Regions from separate parts of the Hordeum vulgare genome. Here region 1 is linked to region 2. Evidence: chromatin contacts called from public Hi-C data. All regions are on one chromosome and are shown on one strand. The core of a region is the stretch at or near the end of the contact, and the rest is flanking DNA. Distances in the headings are between cores, read along the strand shown. Region 1 holds the start of LOC123447281 (nuclear transcription factor Y subunit A-7-like). Region 2 holds the start of LOC123447267 (proteasome subunit beta type-2).

Evidence for each region. Hi-C and Micro-C count contacts between places; a contact is called where the count stands out from the background.
Region 1: a contact with region 2 is called in a Hi-C map of seedling, with 5 times the contacts expected there. The contact joins the promoter of LOC123447281 here to the promoter of LOC123447267 in region 2. A contact is called at or near these places in 4 of 6 Hi-C or Micro-C datasets (leaf and seedling) and 1 of 1 datasets of contacts at active chromatin or transcription factors (embryo).

The regions. Positions count from the first base shown.
Region 1 is chr4H:12,237,415-12,242,246 of MorexV3_pseudomolecules_assembly, reverse strand. LOC123447281 (nuclear transcription factor Y subunit A-7-like) reads right to left here and starts at 3,094. Exons shown (of 6, transcript XM_045123871.1): 1 at 2,742-3,094; 2 at 1,602-1,910; 3 at 952-1,055; 4 at 768-839; 5 at 421-585; 6 at 1-300. The coding sequence starts at 1,899. The coding sequence ends at 118.
Region 2 is chr4H:11,922,332-11,926,793 of MorexV3_pseudomolecules_assembly, reverse strand. It overlaps LOC123447267 (proteasome subunit beta type-2), which reads left to right and starts at 2,789. Exons shown (of 3, transcript XM_045123857.1): 1 at 2,789-3,072; 2 at 3,201-3,324. The coding sequence starts at 2,915. LOC123447264 (chloride channel protein CLC-d) reads left to right here. Exons shown (of 23, transcript XM_045123854.1): 15 at 1-12; 16 at 111-242; 17 at 347-424; 18 at 500-555; 19 at 637-714; 20 at 1,144-1,300; 21 at 1,378-1,479; 22 at 1,578-1,624; 23 at 1,946-2,341. The coding sequence ends at 2,027.

The DNA.
Region 1 (4,832 bases), core at 1,845-4,344, 320 kb before region 2:
CCTGGACACAGCAGCAGGCCCTGAATCCCCGACCAGCCCCCACGCCGTGGCGACGTGGCACGACGGCCGGCGGCCAGGAGGAGCCGCTGTTCTAGGTTGCATCAAGGTGCTGCCACTTCACGCCTGACGGAGATGCAGGTCCGGCGGCACCACCCGGAGGTAGTCGGAGGCGCTCTGCTCGCCTTTGCCCGCCTCGGCTCCGCCGCCGCCGTGCTCGTCCTTCTTCGTGTTGAGGAAGCGGCCGCCGGTGCCCCTCGCCCGCCGCATCGCGTGCTGGTGCCGGGACTCGTGGAGGTAAGGCTGCGCGCAGCATCGGACGCAAGAGCTTATACTACTACCAAACTATAAAATGGAGCTCGAACAACGGAGCACAGGTCAGGCAGGCAGGAACGAACGGAGGAGAGAGACTGATTTGCTCACCTTCCTGGCCTTGATCGCCTTCCTCTCGAGCTCGGCCTTGGCGCGCGACTGCCTCCGTCTCAAGATGCCATGGTACTGCTTCGCGTTCACGTACACCGGCTCCTCCGACACTTCCAGAGGCAGCGGCATGCGCGAGTGGGTCAGCCCCGGTAGCTGGAAGTGAGCCTGCGAGTGCCACAAGGAATGCAAACAGACACTTCAGAAATGCTCAAGGAATGCAGGCAGTTCAGAAATGCTCGAGGTTTACCGGGTAATACAACAATTTGCACGGATATACTGTGCTAATTTAGAATTTCATACAAGGGGGGAGATGATTTCCGGTGTTTAAATTGACATGAAAAACATACCACTGCTTGAGCGCCATAGGGGCCAACCATGCCTGCGTAGTAAGCATCAGGGTACGGGTACGGTGCCGAAGCCTGCACAATACCCACATCTCCTTCAGATGATGAATCGCGCCGCTAGACAGCGCACATATGTTTGCAAACATCAACAGAAAAAAAAGAATCCAGGTAGGGAAAGAGTTCATACCATTGGTTGGCTTAGTTCCAGCTGTGAGTATGGTGGTAAATAGTCCGACGCCAAAGCAGGCATCCGGGATGCAGCATGTTGCTTCTCTTCATCAAAGCTTCCATCTGGCATTCAGACAACATCAAGGAAGCGAGTATCAGGTATGTAAATTTGCTTTTAGAGAACCTATTTTGTAGTATTTCGAATGTTGTCTTTGGTGGTGGTTAGAGTGCAGCTGCTGCTAGTGATTGTTCACCGTGACGGCGTCTTTTTTTTTCTTTCTGTTTTCTGTTCTTTTTATATTCTTTTTTGATTGTATGCATCCTTGATGTGTTTCAACATCTTGTTGGTGCAAAGACCGGGTGTAATTGATATCTTTCGCGATGTTAATATGTTTCACTTGTCGAGAAAAGAAAAGGTATGTGAATTGCAGACATGATCATATCCAATGATAACATCAGTTTTTCAGGTGCATAAGTTACTGAAGATATTTACTCTCTATTCAGGGACATTCAGTTTACAAGATGAAGATAGGACATTAGTTTCATCATCATTTTGCTGAAGCCACTCTGCTCACAAAATCCAAGATTTTTCAAAGAAAACAATACAGAGGACAGGAATAAACAAATCATGCAGTAGTAGAAGTAGTAGACAGAACAAGAGACACAAACCTTTTGGTTCCCCTGATCTCGGCGAGTCGTCGTCGCTGCTCTCGCCCCGCGCGTCGTCGTCGTCGTCGACCGTCTTCTTCTTCTTCTTCTTCCCCTGCGCCGCGCCCTTGGCCGCGCCGCCGCCGAGCGGGTTGCTCGACAGGCTGATCCCCGCGGCGCTTCCCGGCGCGACGACGGCCGGAGACACGGCCCCGAACCCGGACCCCGTCCACCAGGGCTGCATCGCCATGCCGCCGGACGGCAGCCCTCTTGGCTCCACCAGGTTGCTCTCCCCCGGCCGCGATCCCATGCCGCTCATAGCTTCTTTTGCTGTTCCAGCAGCACCACCATCAGAACATGGCACACTCGCCGGTCAACGGAGAAGAAGATGCGTTGCAAACTCAGAGCTTGCCCATTCAAAAAAACTCAACTTGCCACGCGCCGGATGCTCAGAAGAACAGACGGATCGTGATCATTAAGAGTACTCTACCAGGAACTGAAGCAATTACTGCTACTGCTACTGAGCAGGATCGAACCAATCAACGACTTTTCTCCGGGTTCACGGCATAGTGATGGTGGTAGCAGCGGCTGACAGATTAGTACAGTACAGTCAATTGACAGTTTGTTCGACACGCACTAACCTGAATCAATCAATGGAACACACAGCAGAACAGTGAAAAGGAGATGATGCTCTAGCTAGAACAGTGCAACCGGGCCGAGGAAGAGAGGCAGGAAATCCTCCGGCGCCCGCCGCCGCCGCCGTCGGAGCAAAGCAAAGCAGTAGCAGACGCCGTCTCCTCGCCTCGCCGGTCGAATTCGACGGATATCGCGCCCTGACCCGCGGCGGCCGGTCTTAACAGCGACCGGCCGGGACTCTCCCCCCCGCCGCCGGCAACGGCTAGCGACGACGTACGCCGCACGAGCGAGATCCCCGCAGCACTCGCTCTCCGTCTCCACTCCCCCGACCCAACCCAACCCAACCCAACCCAAGCCGGTGGAATTCGGATAAGCCTCCTGGCAACTTATCCGTCGTCGCGCATCCGGCGGCGGCGGCCAGAACCAAGAATGGAAACACCCGTCGTCCCGCATCGGAACGAATCAAGAGAAGCGAGCGGAGGAGGATAAAAAGGAGGAGCAGAGGAGCGAGATGAGATGACTGACCACTGGGGGGAGGGCGCGCGGCTCCCGGCCAATAGGGCGTCTTCCTCCTCTCTCTCTCTCTCACTCTAGTCGTTCTGAGAGAGAATCCCGAGAGGCCGGCCGGCCAATCGGCGGCCACAGATGGACGACAGGGGCGAGCTCACTCCACACGCACGCACGCGGGCTGGCTGGCTGGCTGGATGGACGGAACTAAGACGGGATTGGGCGATGGATAATCGCGGTGGTTAACATGACATGGCTGTTAGGACGGGTGGAGGAGCGCGGAGACGTGCGCCGGCGGAAAGGGAAAGGGAAAGCGAGCGCCACGCGGCCGGTGCGAGAGCGACGAGGTGGGTGGCGACGGGAGGAGGAGGAGGAGGAGGAGATAATGCTAGACTAAGCGAGGGGGTGGCGGGTTAATTGCACTTAATTAATTAACTCTATCTATCCACGTACAGTAGTAAGTAATTAAGCTGGTGCCTCGTGTTAATGCTTGGTCTCCTCCTGCGGTCTGGTTGTTGATTAATTAAAATAGTGTGTGCGGCGCTGCCAGGTGGCCCGGGATAGTGCCTGCGGGGGTTGATGACCGTGTGTGCCATGGCATATGCTCTTTTTCCATCCGATATACTCCCTCCGTTTTTAGATATAAATTATTTTAAAGATTATACAACAAACAACATACGTACGTATATAAACTTATTTTACTATATAGATTTTTATAAATTTTAAATTATATGTAATTCGTAGTAAAATGTTTAAAAAATTTATATTTAAAAACGAAGGGAGTAGGAAGATTGATTTCCACCATCCAAAAAAATAACGAAACAATACACTTGAACAGGAAAAAGGCATTCACCTGTAAAATCTAGGGAAAAAAATATATTAGGGTCTATCATAGTTTATGCGGCGCCACACACATGAACTATCGAGTACTTAATGGTTGGTCACAACGAGGAGTAACTTAGAGCACAGCCAGGCTTGGCAAATCCGGCATCGGCCAGTCATCTTAATTAGTACTCCCTTCGTAAATTAATATAAAAATGTTATGTTAGTTCATCGAAGGAGTATATCTTAAATCCAAACAATTACATGCAACTATGTAAATAACGCACACTCATCGTTCAACTGTTGGAAATGGGTAAAGCATCTAACTCCTTTAAACAGGAACTCGCGATGTATTTATTGATATAGTCGAGAGAGGATCTCGTAGGTTTACATAGGTGGTTGATCTAAGGAATAACCAGGAGAGATACACGCGTGAGGTAGAGAGATAAGAGATAAAACATAAAAGATTTACCTATCTCTAAGAGGATTTTTCTTTCAAAAAAAAAACTCTAAGAGGGGACAACTATTTTGTTCGTTTTTTGTCCGTTTAGGTCGACGGACATCAACGTTCGCTTCGGCGTAATGGTCGGCGCTTGCGTCTAACGCTGGTCCGATCCATTTTTATCTCGCGTGAAAAAAAACATTTCTAAAAATAATAAACAAGCATTAATTAAACATTAAAAGCCGGCAACGAAGGCCCGCAAAAGTCCACGCATCCCCATTACATTAATTAAACATAAATAGAACCTAAACTATGAAGCAGCCCTAGGCGTCGTCGTCGTCGGCGGCGGCGTCGCTGAGGTCAACCAACATAGGCGCAGGGCGGACCGAGGGGGACGCCGTATTCCAGAGGGCAGTTGCCTACGCCTTCATCGTCTGTCCTGTCGGCGTGGGTTGTGCTGGTGGCGGTGGGAGCGCAACACGGACGCTCCTCCTCCTCCATCTCTAGTCGTTCCTCCTCCGCCTTCTTCTCCAGCGCCATCTGCCGATGGCCTTCCACGTGCTCCGTCGACAGGTGCTGCGACTTCCAGTGCAGGAGGTAGGCTTCCTCCTACTCCGGTGTCGCGTCCAACTAGATGGGAGGCGCACTCACACACTAGCGGAGGCAGCCGGTCCACTCGTAGACCTCCTGTTGCGGCTCCGTGGGCTCGGTCTTCGGCGGAGGTGACACGACGCAGTCGCCTGCAGCGGACAGCGCGATGGCCTCCGGGAGCCGCTCCTGGTACGTTGCCTCCTCCTCGTCGGCCTTGCACCTCTCTTCCTATCGCTCTCACGGAGAATGACTGC
Region 2 (4,462 bases), core at 1,540-4,039:
CTAATCTCTAAGGTAAAAACTCTGCAAACATCTACTCGAAGTCTCAAACTCTGTGAACTTCACTCCTCGTTGAACATGCAGAGTGTTGCTTCTGATTTCCGTTCATGTAGGCTGTTGGTGATTTCTTTAATGAGGGGCTATATGAAGAGCAGGCCCGATTAAAGGGCATCCCTTTACTTGACTCTAGGCCTAAACAAGTGATGAGAAACATGAATGCAAAGGATGCCTGCAAGAATCAAAAGGTTCCGATGATTTTTATTCCATTCAAGATGGAAGAAAGAACTATATCTTGTGTCAGTATAGTTCCAAATCCTAACACATCCAATATTTTGGTGTCTGGTGTTAGGTTGTGTGCCTTTCTCGTGTTTCAAGAGTTGTTGATATTGTTTCTGTTCTGCAAAGCAACAAGCACAATGGCTTCCCTGTAAGTAGATGCCAGTTCTATAACACAGCTGCTTCTGTGGGAGGTTTAAATAACAGGTTTTCTTTTGCTGTTCAGATTGTTGAACGTGGGCAGAATGGCGAGTCGCTTGTCATAGGTCTCATACTTCGTAGGTAAGATGCAGTACCATGTGCTCTTGCTTTCTTGGTTTACCTTGCACACTGAACACTGACCCATTTGCCCTCTTCTTTCAGTCACTTGTTGGTGCTTTTGCAATCTAAAGTAGATTTCCAGAATACTCCTTTCCCTTGTGGGCCAGGCATACTGAACAGGTTTGTCTAAGGCTCAGCTTGCGGGTGCTGAACTGTGCGTATTTTATAATCTGCTATGCAAAATTAGGCACAAAAGTAGGCAAAGTCGGTTCAAACAAACACTATAAAAATCTAAAACAGGGAAAACGGATGAGGCAAATGTGATTACAAGAATCCACCACGATGCCAAGGACAGCCTTAGGCCTTGTACAATTTAAGGTGCTTATAGGAGGTGCTTAGAATTTTTTTTTTCTCAAGCACCGGTGCTTATTTGTAAAGGGTAGACGCTTAATTAGGTACCCTTCCTATAGAGATAAGCACTCGTGGTTGAAAAAAAAACGGGTTATTTTACTAAGCACCTTCGCTAAGCACCTTGCGTTGTACAAGGCCTTAAGTAGGAACCAATAGTCTATTGACTGGTAATAATGGACTGTTTTTGCTGTTACACAGGCACAATTTTAGTGACTTTGTTAAGCCAGCTTCAAGTAAGGGGAAGTCGATTGATGATATTCATTTGACGGATGAGGAACTTGGTTTGTATTTAGATCTTGCCCCATTTCTAAATCCGTCTCCTTACATAGTGCCAGAGGACATGTCTTTGGCAAAGGTAAAGCTTGCTTTCATTTGCACTATACACTCATTTCAGTGAGTTGGATATGAGATGATCTTTGTGACGATTCCCAGGTGTACAATCTCTTCCGCCAACTAGGATTGAGGCATATCTTCGTCGTTCCTCGGCCTTCTCGTGTCGTAGGACTGATAACAAGAAAAGATCTCTTACTCGAGGTGATAAGCCACACAATCAGTGCTGTCATATATTCTACAGAAGTTAAGGAAGAGTATTTGGCTGGACATCCTAATCAGCTCTATTGTTTTGATTACAGGAGGACGGCAATACTGCGACAACAGAGCTCCAGTCGACCAGTGTAAGGTCTATATTATCTACTTCTTGCAAGCTGAGCTTTTCGTTGCTGCGCTGTTACGCGCGCTGAACTGAAGTTAGCAACTCTCTCTATATCTCACTGGAAACAGCGCGTAGATTCTAATGCGATGCTCGAGCACATAAGTGTTCAGACGATGTCTCACTGATCACATTCACTAAACCGCCTGCGTTTTGGCGGTGGCATTCTATGCTGCGCTGAATCCACCGGTGCTTGTCTAGAGAAGCATTACATCATTGACCAGGCTGGTGACATTTGCATGTGATGCAACGGCCGTTTTGGGTTGACTTGAGACTGTTTTGTCTTTGCAGAGCCTACCTGAACGGTAAAACGGCAGGGGGGAGCGTGCACCTGGAGCGTCCTCTTCTTGACAGTCTGATGATCGAGCAGTAAATACATAGAAGAACAAGATGTCTCAAAAGACAATTTTGATAACAAGCAGTTAACCTTCCACTGAATGGTACACAAACCAATCAACACCCAATGGACTACATATGCAGGATTCTTCAAGGTCGATGCAACGGGGAGGATGGCCCCATGCGGTGGTGACAAATTAGGCGATTGTAAACAAAAATGTTTATAGACTCACTGATGTTCATACCAGTCATGTAAACCACGAGAAATTGAATTTATTCTGAATTAATTCCTTCGCTGTGGTTGACATGACATGACGAGGAAGATATAGCAGGTCGGTCCGTTCAGGTTTCGGTGGCACCGGTCTCAGCTCCAAACTCGTTGGATCTTGTCATCTCTTTTAGTTTCGGTTCAGTTATCGCTTATAGTACATGTGTTGGCTTTCTCCCTCTCTACAAAAAGTACACACGTATATGGCAAGAGTTGCTGGCAAGTTTTGAAGATGAATATGAAGGCAATCCAAGTCCTTGATCAACTGTTGTATGCGGGCCCTATACGATCCTTTAAATTTGAAGCCAGTCGGAAACTCATAACCATGCTTTGTTAATAGGTCCAACCAACAAGATCTGCTGGCTTCTCGGAGATACCCATAAGGAAAGAAGACATTTCCATCGATTATGAGGCGTGTACTTGCCGGCCTGTAACCGCAAGGCAGCCCAGCCCAGCCCAGCGAGGCCCAAAGTCCTCGTCCCTCTCGGACGTGACTGACTCTCTCGGCTCGTTCCTTTCTTTCTTGGGACCGAAGCCGGACTCGCCTTCGCCTCCAGTCCAGTCCCCCAAATTACAACCCCTCTCGCTCGCCCGTCCGTCCCCAAATCTCTCCCCCCTCACGAACCCCAGCCGAACCAGCAGCGGCGTCGCCGGCGATGGAGTGCGTCATCGGAGTGGTCGGCCGCGACTTCGCGGTGGTGGCGGCGGACACGTCGGCCGTGCAGAGCATCCTCGTCCACAAGACGGACGAGGACAAGATCATGCTCCTCGACTCCCACAAGCTCATGGGCGCCTCCGGCGAGCCCGGCGACCGGTAACCACCTCGCCCGCCCCCCTCCCTCCACGCCCGCGCCGTCGATCCGCCCCGGCCCCGCTTTTTTCCGTTCGATCTGACCCGATCTGGCCTTTTTTTTTAATCCTGGGGGCGCGGGGCGGCAACAGCGTGCAGTTCACCGAGTTCATCCAGAAGAACCTCCACCTCTACCAGTTCCGCAACAACATGCCGCTCAGCACCGCCGCCACCGCCAACTTCACCCGCGGCGAGCTCGCCACCGCCCTCCGCAAGGTGCAGATGCGTACAGCCCTGATTTCCCTTCTGTACTCTCTAGCGGTTCTGCTGTGGATTGCCCGTGACTAGCGTACCTGGGATGGAGGGGCTAGGGTTTGCTATCCCCCGCCTTTATCATAGGCGACACCTCTTCTGATTTACACCCTTTCCGTTTTCTTAGGGTTTGTTCAGGTTACTTCGCTGGTTTAGACCTCTTGTTCGACGGGCAGGGTATGTGGTTGGGGATTTTCGCTCACTTAAATGGGGTCTTATGCCTTACTGTTGTGTAGCCTTGTAGGTTTTCTTATTCGTATTTAAAGTTTGTTGATGAATGCATTGTGTAGCCTTATAGGTTTTCTTATTCGTATTTACAGTTTTTTTATTCGTATTTACAGTTTGTTGATGAATGTATTGTGTAGCCTTGTAGGTGTTCTTATTCGTATTTACAGTTTGTTGATGAATGCTGTCTGTTATTTGTTTGTCAAACATTTTTGGATAAGTTAGATGCCTGTTATACACTCCATTAGTTGGGATACCTCAACTAAATTTTGCATATGGGCTTCAATTGCCTTGACAAAAAAAATCTGTCTAAAATAAAGCGTCGACGGTAGTCCAAGTTGACTGCATGTTTCCATCATTGGGATCATAGAGCAACTTACATAATAGTACTGTAATACAAAAGAACTGTTCTAGAGTACACTTAGCAAATGTGCAGTGGATAGAACTATCACCATGATAGTGCTCCTTCTAAGCTGTCTTTGATTTTCCTATGGGTCATCTGTTCATATTATGGATGATTTTTTTTTCTGTTGTTGCTATCTATGTATATAGTGACATGTAGTTAATTTGGAATTTTGCAATGCCATAAAAATAAAAATCTCTTTATTGTATGTTGCAGATACCAGCTTAATGATGTTTCACTGCATTTTCAGATTAAATTAAATATGTTTGTGATATACCCAGATGAAACTTGACATGATTTCTTATGGACCTTGAGTGTTGTCATCTTTTGCTTGTATTGTACGTAGTATATGATAATTCATTGACTAAAATTGTTGTTTCCATTTGTGAGAACTCATGCAAACTCACTAACATTTTAGAGAGATGTTGCAATATTTTAAATTGCACTAATTGTATAATTCTGAAGTTAGCACAT